Regions from separate parts of the Ovis aries genome. Here region 1 is linked to region 2. A link is a contact called in public Hi-C data. All regions are on one chromosome and are shown on one strand. The core of a region is the stretch at or near the end of the contact, and the rest is flanking DNA. Distances in the headings are between cores, read along the strand shown. Region 1 has its middle 71 kb from the start of TNFSF15. Region 2 overlaps TNFSF8 (TNF superfamily member 8).

What was found. A called contact is a pair of places that touch in the nucleus more often than the background predicts.
Region 1: a contact with region 2 is called in a Hi-C map of tail adipose tissue, with 6 times the contacts expected there. The contact joins two enhancer-like sites. A contact is called at or near these places in 7 of 16 Hi-C or Micro-C datasets (hypothalamus, liver, mixed tissues and 3 more).

What each region holds. Positions count from the first base shown.
Region 1 is chr2:9,055,495-9,059,827 of ARS-UI_Ramb_v3.0, reverse strand. No RefSeq gene overlaps it. Among named protein-coding and RNA genes, the nearest start is that of TNFSF15, 71 kb to the right of the region's middle. Within about 2 kb of position 2,082, at least 4 of the 54 cell types and tissues checked have an H3K27ac peak or open chromatin away from gene starts, as enhancers often do.
Region 2 is chr2:8,876,484-8,881,217 of ARS-UI_Ramb_v3.0, reverse strand. The region is part of intron 2 of TNFSF8 (TNF superfamily member 8); the gene reads right to left. Among named protein-coding and RNA genes, the nearest start is that of TNFSF8, 22 kb to the right of the region's middle. Within about 2 kb of position 1,682, at least 6 of the 54 cell types and tissues checked have an H3K27ac peak or open chromatin away from gene starts, as enhancers often do.

The DNA of each region.
Region 1 (4,333 bases), core at 833-3,332, 180 kb before region 2:
AAATTCAGTTTAGAAGCGCCTTTGGGAGGACTGGGCTCAAACTCACACAGAGCTTTTGTGATTCTCACCTTCAATTTTGGATTGAGGTCCACTCCCTGCTATGAGTTAGCTAAGAGATGGTAAAGATTATCTTCCAAGTGGGGCTGGATTTAAAAGAATGGGCTATGAAATCAAGTGAATTTGAATTTGGCTTCAAATTCTGACTCTCACTTATTAGCTGTTTGATCTCAGATGAGTTAACTTCTGTGAGTCACAGTTTTTCTTTCTCTAAAATGGGGATAATCAATAGCACCTTCTGTATAGAGTTTTAGTGGGAGCTGGGTTAAGCCGTGTAAACCTCTTAGAACAGCATTACTGTAAACACTCAATACCAGATATTGCTATTGCTGAGTAAAAATAGAAGATTGAATCAGATTAAACTTCAGGACCCTGTCTAGGCATGGTAGGAATACCCAGGCTATTGCATTGTGGGGGATTAAAATGTGTGATCTGGGATGAAGTCCACTAGATTCTCTCCCTAACCCTGAAAGACTGACAGGACTTGCTGGCCAAGCTCCCTTGCTACCCATGAGACTGCTGGGGGTAGGGGTGGGTGAGTCATTCAAAGACCCACTTGCTCTCTCTGGGAACAGAGCTCTGGGGGCTTATTTGAGCCCTGTCTTCAACAAAGTCTTCAGATCCCAAAGGGATTTAGAGGTTAAAAAAACAAAGAGAGAGAGAGACTTCTAAGAATTGCCTTCAATGGAATGCTTCTCCATGGCAAAGATCCAACACGGCCTGCATATTTTTAGCATTTATTAAGATGGCTAATTGGGCACCATTAGAACACTGGGAGAAATATCAATAACGTCAGAAATGCAGATGACACCAACGTTAAGGCAGAAAGTGAAGAAGAACTAAAGGGCCTCTTGATGAAAGTGAAAGAGAAGAGTGAAAAAGTTGGCTTTAGGACTCAGCTTTCAGAAAACTAAGATCATGGCATCCGGTCCCATCATTACATGGCAAATGGATGGGGAAACAGTGGAAACAGTGGCTGACTTTATTTTTCTGGGCTCCAAAATCACTGCAGATGGTGATTGCAGCCATGAAATTAAAAGACGCTTACTTCTTGGAAGGAAAGTTATGACCAACCTAGACAGCATATTAAAAAGCAGAGACATTACTTTGTCAACAAAGGTCCGTCTAGTCAAGGCTTGACTGTGGTTTTTCCAGTGGTCATGTATGGATGTAAGAGTTGGACTATAAAGAAAGCTGAGTGCTGAAGAATTGATGCTTTTGAACTGTGATGTTGGAGAAGACTCTTGAGAGTCCCTTGGACTGCAAGGAGATCCACCCAGTCCATCCTAAAGGAGATCAGTCCTGGGTGTTCATGGGAAGGACTGATGCTGAAGCTGAAAGTCCAATACTTTGGCCACCAGATGGGAAGAGCTGACTGGAAAAGACCCTGATGCTGGGAAAGATTGAGGGCAGGAGGAGAAGGGATGACAGAGGATGAGATGGCTGGATGGTATCATCCACTTGATGGACATGGGTTTGAGTGAACTCCGGTAGTTGGTGACGCACAGGGAGGCCTGGTGTGCTGCGGTTCATGGGGACCCAAAGAGTCGGACACGACTGAGTGACTGAACTGAACTGAACTGAAGAATGTGGGGACTTATATGAGTCAGACTTAGGCTGGCAGTTGTGTTAAGGTGAAGGTAATTTGTGTTTAATTTCTTTGGACTGTTCAATCTTCATAGATAACCACCTATGGGAGAGATTGGTCTGGAAAAAAAAAAGGTTTCTGTAGTTCCTGGAGAAGTTAGACATTCTGTTGTTCTTTTCTCTTAGAATTACCCAGTCATGCTTGAGAATATTTTCTAAGTTTCTAAGAAGTTGCCATAGCTATAGCTTGGTCTGTTTGTACTGAAATCAAAACATTGACATGGTAGGTTTTAAAAAGAAGTGACAACTTTTGGACAATAAAACTGGGTGGGGAAATTACCCAATCTTGGGCAGAGTTCAACTAAAGTGCTACTTGCTGACAACATCGTTGAGCTGTGCCGAGAGTTCAAGGTCATGCGGACCCTGACCACTCAGGGTTTCTGTGTTTCTGTCAGAGAGAATGTTCTCGCTTTGAATGTGCATTAGGGGCTGGGGCCTGGCCCTGGCTCTGAGCTTTGTTCTTGGTAAGACCTCAGGAAAGGAATTTTTCCTCTCGGAATTTTATTATTGTCCCATATTTAAATGGGCATGTTAGATTCAGTGGTCTCAAAGATCCCTTTCACTTCTGGAATTTTAGGATTCGGTGAGTTCTGTTTTTGTAGCTTTGTCGCCCATTTGAAAACCATATCCTTTCCATTTAAATCCACCAGAGGGCGATATGACCCATGTTTTGGCCCTGCAGCCCCTCCTCCCACCCCCGCCTCCCCCTCCCCCAGTCTGAGAGACCTGATCGCGAAGATCCAGTGCCTGCCTTTTGTGGGAGAGAGATGGGAAAGGACACTATTTAAGTTGTTCCTTAGAGCTACAGTTAGACAAGGGATCTTCATATCTACTGCTCTTTTGATCTCACATCAGTTCCCTGTGCCAGATGCTGTCCTCCCATTTCGCAGGCTGGGGAACCCAGGCTCACAGTAGTGAAACGATGGGTCTCAGGCTACTTGGATTTCCAGTGGTGGCCTCGGACCTCATCTCCTCCTCCCCACTCATTCCTTTGGTCATCTTTCACTGGGCTTCAACAGACTGCCTCTGTTTCTAACGGGTTTATGAAAGGACAATTTACACAGGTATTGACTAGGGCAGAGTTTGAATCTGTATTCGATAGAATTGGGATAGGAGCTGAACAGCATGTAGACCAGAGCTTCTTTTCAATAAAGCTCTCCTTTGGAGATTTTGGGCTTCCCTGGCGGCTCAGCTGGTAAAGGATCTGCCTGCAATGAGGGAGACCCGGGTTTGATCCCTGGGTTGGGAAGATCCCCTGGAGAAGGGAAAGGCTACCCACTCCAGTGTTCTGACCTAGAAGATTTCATGGACTCTATAGTCCACGGGGTCACGAAGAGTCGGACACAACTGAGCGGCTCTCACTTTCTCTTTTCACTTTGGAGATTTAGACTAAAACTAGCAGCCAACAGGAGCTCTCGTGGTCCTGGTTCTAAGTTGTAGATGGCAGAATCTACTCGGGCTCATTTAAGTAGCAAAGGAATTTTTGAAAGGGTTTTAGGAAACTCTCAGACTCTCCAGGAGCGCTGAGAACAGGAATCTGAAATGTATGAAGCCAGAATCCTGACCAGTCCCACTGTGGGGGCTTTTCTAGGAAAAAACCAACTGCCACCACTGCTTGGCGCTTATGGTGTTTGGGGCTGGGTCCCACTGCGGGGATTACCACTGACTGAGCTGCTTCTATGTGCAGGGCATATACCTTATCTCAACTGGTCCTGCGGGACTTGGATCATTACCTCTCATGTACTCATACTTGCCCAATTAAACCCAGGCTTCTCAAAGCCTGGACTCCAGCAGAATGAGATTAGGCTGGAGTTTGGGTCTACTCCCAGTCCTGAGAGGATTTCAGGAGAAGAGGGCTATTCCTGATGTTTCTTACTGCCTTTGTAATGCTTTTGTTTTCTACCACCATGGAAGAGTTAGACAAGGCTGTGGTCTGTGTGATTAGATTGACTAGTTTTCTGTGAGTATGGATTCAGAGTGTCTGCCCTCTGATGCCTTCTCGCAACACCTACAATCCTACTTGGGTTTCTCTTACCTTGGACGTGGGGTATCTCTTCATGGCTGCTCTAGCAAAGTGCAGCCGCTGCTCCTTACCTTGGACTAGGGTATCTCCTCACCGCCGCCCCTCCTGACCTTGATCGTGGAGTAGCTCCTCTTGGCCCTCCTGCGCCTGTGCATCCATTGCTCCTTGGACGTGGGGTTGCTCCTAATAAATATTTCTTTGAACCCCCTTTTTTTTGGCAGGGGGGAGGCAAGAATACTGGAGTGGGTTACCATTCCCTTCTCCAGGAGATCTTCCCGACCCAGGGATTGAACCCGGGTATCCTGCATTGTAGGCAGACGCTTTACTGTCTGGGCCACCAGGGAATTTATTTTTGGGGGCTCCAAAATCACTGCAGGTGGTGATTGCAGCCATGAAATTAAAAGATGCTTACTCCGTAGAAGGAAAGTTATGACCAACCTAGATAGCATATTCAAAAGCAGAGACATTACTTTGCCAAGAAAAGTCTGTCTAGTCAAGGCTATGGTTTTTCCAGTGGTCATGTATGGATGTGAGAGTTGGACTGTGAAGAAAGCTGAGCGCCAAAGAATTGATGCTTTTGAACTGTGGTGTTGGAGAAGACTCTTG
Region 2 (4,734 bases), core at 433-2,932:
CCACATGGACTTTTACAAAAGATTGTGGAAGTTGGAGGAAGGAAACCAACAGGGCCTGAGTTCCTGTATGTACCTGGTGCCATTCTTGTCGCTTCATGTACTCCACCTCACTGGATCTCTGCAACAGCTCTGTGAGAGAGGGCTGGCTAAGCCCCTTTGAGAGATGGAAAGGAGCATGGGCACTAGGCAAATTCAGTGCGCTGTCCTATGTCACTCAGCCAGGCAGTGTGGACAGCACACTGAGGCTGCTAGGAATTATCGCCATCCTTCCTTTAAGGGTGCATGTCTGTGTATTCCAGCTGACTGAATGCTCAGAATAGCTCTGCAAGGCTCACCCTGATGTCCAGACATGATCAGCAATACAAGGTCACTGCAAGTTGGAGGAAACCCTGATATCCACTCCCATGTCTATCTGATTTCAGAGACCAGGCTTCCTCCTCAAGGCCATTTTGCCAGACAGGAGGTAAACACATCCTAGCATTCAATTTTAAAAGGATATAAGATCATAGAGACCTAAGCAGGGAGCCTGCTATATGGAGCTTCCTTGGCTGGGAGAAAAGACAAGGTTTATGTCATTGTGGAATTTAAGAAATCAGAATATTTTAAATGCATTCACTGGTGATGGCAGCTTCATTTCTTAGTATAGTCATTATTTTGTATGCACAGAACCAAACCATACATTTCCTGCAACGACTCATGAATTCAGCTTATTCTGGGCATTTTTTCCTTCTCATTGAGTCTTGGTTTCCCTAATCTACAGAACTGGCAGATCTAGGATCTGACATTGACATCTTTTTGATGGTGTCACCAGAGATGACAAAGACGACCAATGATTCCATCTGTCAGAGACTAGGCGGCCATTCAGTCGAGGTGACCACATCCTAGCCGGCTTGCTCACGGGGATTTTAGAGTAGCATCTGTTGGACTCACAGTCTTCCCCATCGCCCTCTGTCCTGGCCTGGGAAAATCCCTCCTGGCATTCCTTACAGTGGGGGCTTGCAGTGGTAGAAAGTTAAGTGAAGAGTTCCCCCTGCTGTCTGAACATGCTCACTGCTAGAGGCACCCCCAGCAGAAGCAGGGCTCTCTCTTCACTCTTATCTCCCCTGGAGGCATGAAGAGGCTCTGGTCCACAGGTCTCTTGGGTGAGGAGGGCTGGAGGGCCAGCTGCCCTTGTTCTTTCGTTCTTTTGATTTCATCTCTCACTCATCCTCCAGCTAGGGAATCTTGTCCTGCCTGCAGCCCACACTCTTGGGGTGTGTACAGTCATAGCAAGGAGGCAATGAGGACTGCTCCTTTTTTTTTTTTTTTTTTTTTTTTTGAGCCATGCCCCACAGGGCTTGTGGAATTTCAGTTTCCTGACAAGGGATTGAACCTGGGCCAAGGTAGTGAAAGCCCGAATTCTAACCACTAGACCACCAGGGAACAGAGGGGTTCATTCTTAAATGTGCTGTGGCTATAAGTAGAAGGCCCAGCCTTCTCTTTTTGGGGCATGGAACATCAGGTCCAGAGAATTGCAGAGAGACATGTCTGGCTGTGTCTCTTTGCTCGGAACCGCTTTCTGACCCACTGTGACTTCGGGATCGGGACCAAGCTCCTCCCCATGGCATTTGTGTTCCATTGTGTTCTAATCCCTAATGAACTCTGCAGTCTCCCCGCTCGCCTTCCCTCTTCCCGCTGTTGCCTCTTGTACTTGTTCCAGCAGTAGCAGTGGTGGTGCTGGGAATAATAATGCTAGCTAGTACATAGTGACTAATGGCTATTTTCTTTTTACTCAGCTAAGCCTGTTACATGCATTATTTTATTTCAGTCTCACCATCATCCCACAAGAAAGGTGCTCTAGAAACTTCCCTCTTGTATATAAGGAAATTGAGTCTTTAAAAAGTTACGTGGCTTGTCACATTTTCAAAGCTAGTCAGTGGTAGAGGGGCAATTCAAGCTGAGGCTGTCTGACTCTTATGCCTGAGTGGATTTTTGACCATTCTACTAGAGGTTGGGCCCTTGGGATGCCCCTAGTTACACCATGCTGGTTTTCCATTTCATCTGGAATCCCCCTCTTCACTGGCAAGTTGTGCCTTGTTTAAAGCACTGCCTGGCAGCTATCTCCTCTGGGAACCCTTCTCTGACCTCTCTTTCCATTTATTTGCCTTCTCCATTGGACCATGAATCCTCAGGGCAGTGACTGGGCAGATATGTTTCCATATCCCCACTGCCAGCCCAGAAGATACTCTGTAAATGTTTGTCGAGCTGAATCATGTAGTCTGTCTCTGCTCCTTCCCTCTGTGGATGTCAGCTCAGCTCTCAGGGCTTGAGGAAGGGAATGTGGATGCTTGGCCTGGTCTCCCCTTCCGGGCTGGATGACACCTGGCCTCATTCTGTCCTTGGTTCTGCAGGTCAGGTTAGATTCCATGGGAGGTTAAGGTTCAAGCCCTTGGCTCAGGCCAGCACGTCACACCATGAACAGCTCTCCTCCTCGGCCAAGGACCCCCTCACACCTGTCACTCGTGGCAACTGTCAGATGAGCTTCTCGTAACAGGGGGATGTAGAAGTACAAGCCTGGACTCGCCTCTCACACATGTAGGTTCTTTTTCTTTTTTTTTCCTTTCCCCTTTGGTCTTTGTATGTTGTTGGGTTGACCTCAGCTGTAATTCTGAGAAACCCAAGGATGGAAAAAAAAAAAAACTTATTTTGAAGCTTTTGCATTTCCTGAAGTCAAATGCCATGCTGTATCTCAGTTTTTCTTAAAGAATCTGTTAGATGTTTCGAAAAGAAAGGAAAACAGAGGCAACTCTCTTGAAGAATGACATCACTGAGTTGGCTAAGGGAAGGGACTGGGGAAGCAGGGCTCCAGAGGAGCTCTCGGTGGAATGGAACTGCTGAACGTGGAGAGGAGCCTGGAGAAGGCACGCTGCTGGTGCCTAGTGACTTTCAAGGCTGTTAGGAGGGCCAGGGCTGATAGGGGCTGGCTCTGTGGGCCCAAACAGCATAGCTCCTGGAAGTTTAAGGAGATGATGCACTCAGCTGACGGCGAATACTGCTCTTGTCCCCGTTTCCCGGATGACGCAGTGGGAAGACTTTCATTAAGGACATACAACACACATTGCAAGTCACAGTTCTGGCAGCTCAAATACTGGACCAGTTAGTGCTGTTCAGAGATGTGTTGGGTTGGTGTGAGAGTCATGTGGCTCTTGTCCAGTCCTAGATGAATATTCCATGGGTCATCAGCCATGTGGCTTTGAGTCTCCTTATCACCCTGTGAGCCCATGATGTAATCATTTTTGGTTATGAGACAGGAATCCTATAGTATTCCTGGAAGTTTGAATTTGGGGAGCATTGGGAGCAAAACACACCTCTGTTTCATTTATTTCCCAACCAAATTAGCTACACCGAGGGGTTTAATTTGAAGAACTAAAGACTAGGGAGGGGAGGGGAGGGGAGAACAGTCCACACATCACGGCAAGTAGATCGCCTGGAGTTAAAATCTAGGACTTTTTTTCCGGTGGTTGTGTCTCAAGCTAGAGGAAGAGCAGGGTGGGCCAGATGATCCAGAAGGGCCCTTCTAGCTGATTTTAGATGGCTGGGTGGACTCAGCTGTACACTGCCAGGCCTGCTGCAGGGACACGACGAAGTCAGTCCCAGCTCCGACTATCTATCTTTTGAGCATGTTGCTCTACCCCAGCTAGGAGTCTGTCTACACGCATTAAAATTTCTGGACACCTGCAGCAGAACAGAGTGTTTTAGGTCTGGGACTAACCTAAGTTAGGGTTTTCATGGTTCATAGAACTGGAAGTTCTCTGAGAAATCATTTGGCCCAGCCTTGGTAACTACATAACACACGTGCTCCCCAATGTTACCCCCACAGCAGGCTTGTCTGAGCTCACCCCACGAATCAGTGGTGGGGCCAGGCCACAGTCTGGGACCCCTTGCTTCTGTCGGGCATTCCATCTTTCAGACAACTCAGGTTCTCTGTGAGTACTCCTGAGAACCAAGGCCTTCAGTTGGGCAAGATTTGTAAGCCATCCTCTCAAGCTTTGGTCTCTAGAAGGATCATTAAATTTTCTTGGGCTTTGTTAGGAAGCCTGGAGAGAAATTTTGTCAACAAAACCCTCCTGGTCAGGTGCATAGAAGACAGAGATAGGGAGAGAGATGTTGCTTTAGGTGGTTGGAAGGGTCATGTTCTAGATAGAAGTCAGAATAATGCAACATGAAGATGGGAACCCTCCTTGAGATCTCAAAATATTAGACCCCAAAGGACCATTGGATGCCAAGTTAACTGTGACCCTAGATTTAGGAGTGGAGAGGCTGAATCCAGAGGGACTAAGGGTCTGGCTCAAAACCCCACAGTAGGTTAAGTGGCAGAGCTGGGTTCAGAAAACAGAGTTCCTGACTCCTAGTCCTGGGCTCTGCCCTGGTTTTTAGTCTTCCCATGGAGCAGAGAAGCTTTAAATGTAGGAATAAGTGGGTTTGCAGCCACCATACACACTGGCCTGAAAACTGACTAGACAGCTATGGGTGCCTGGAAAACAAGCACTGATGAACCATCTGGACTTCCTCTTCCCAGGGGAATGCCAGCAGGTGACTTCAGGTTCATGGGCTGAACCTTGCCAAGCAATAAGTCAGGGGCTCTCAGGCTTCCATTAAGATGCAACAATGCCCAATGGGGCAAAACAAGCCACACCTACCGTTCCAGCCAGAAAGTATGTGGTCTGAGTGCCAGGTACCTTCCAGGTTAATATC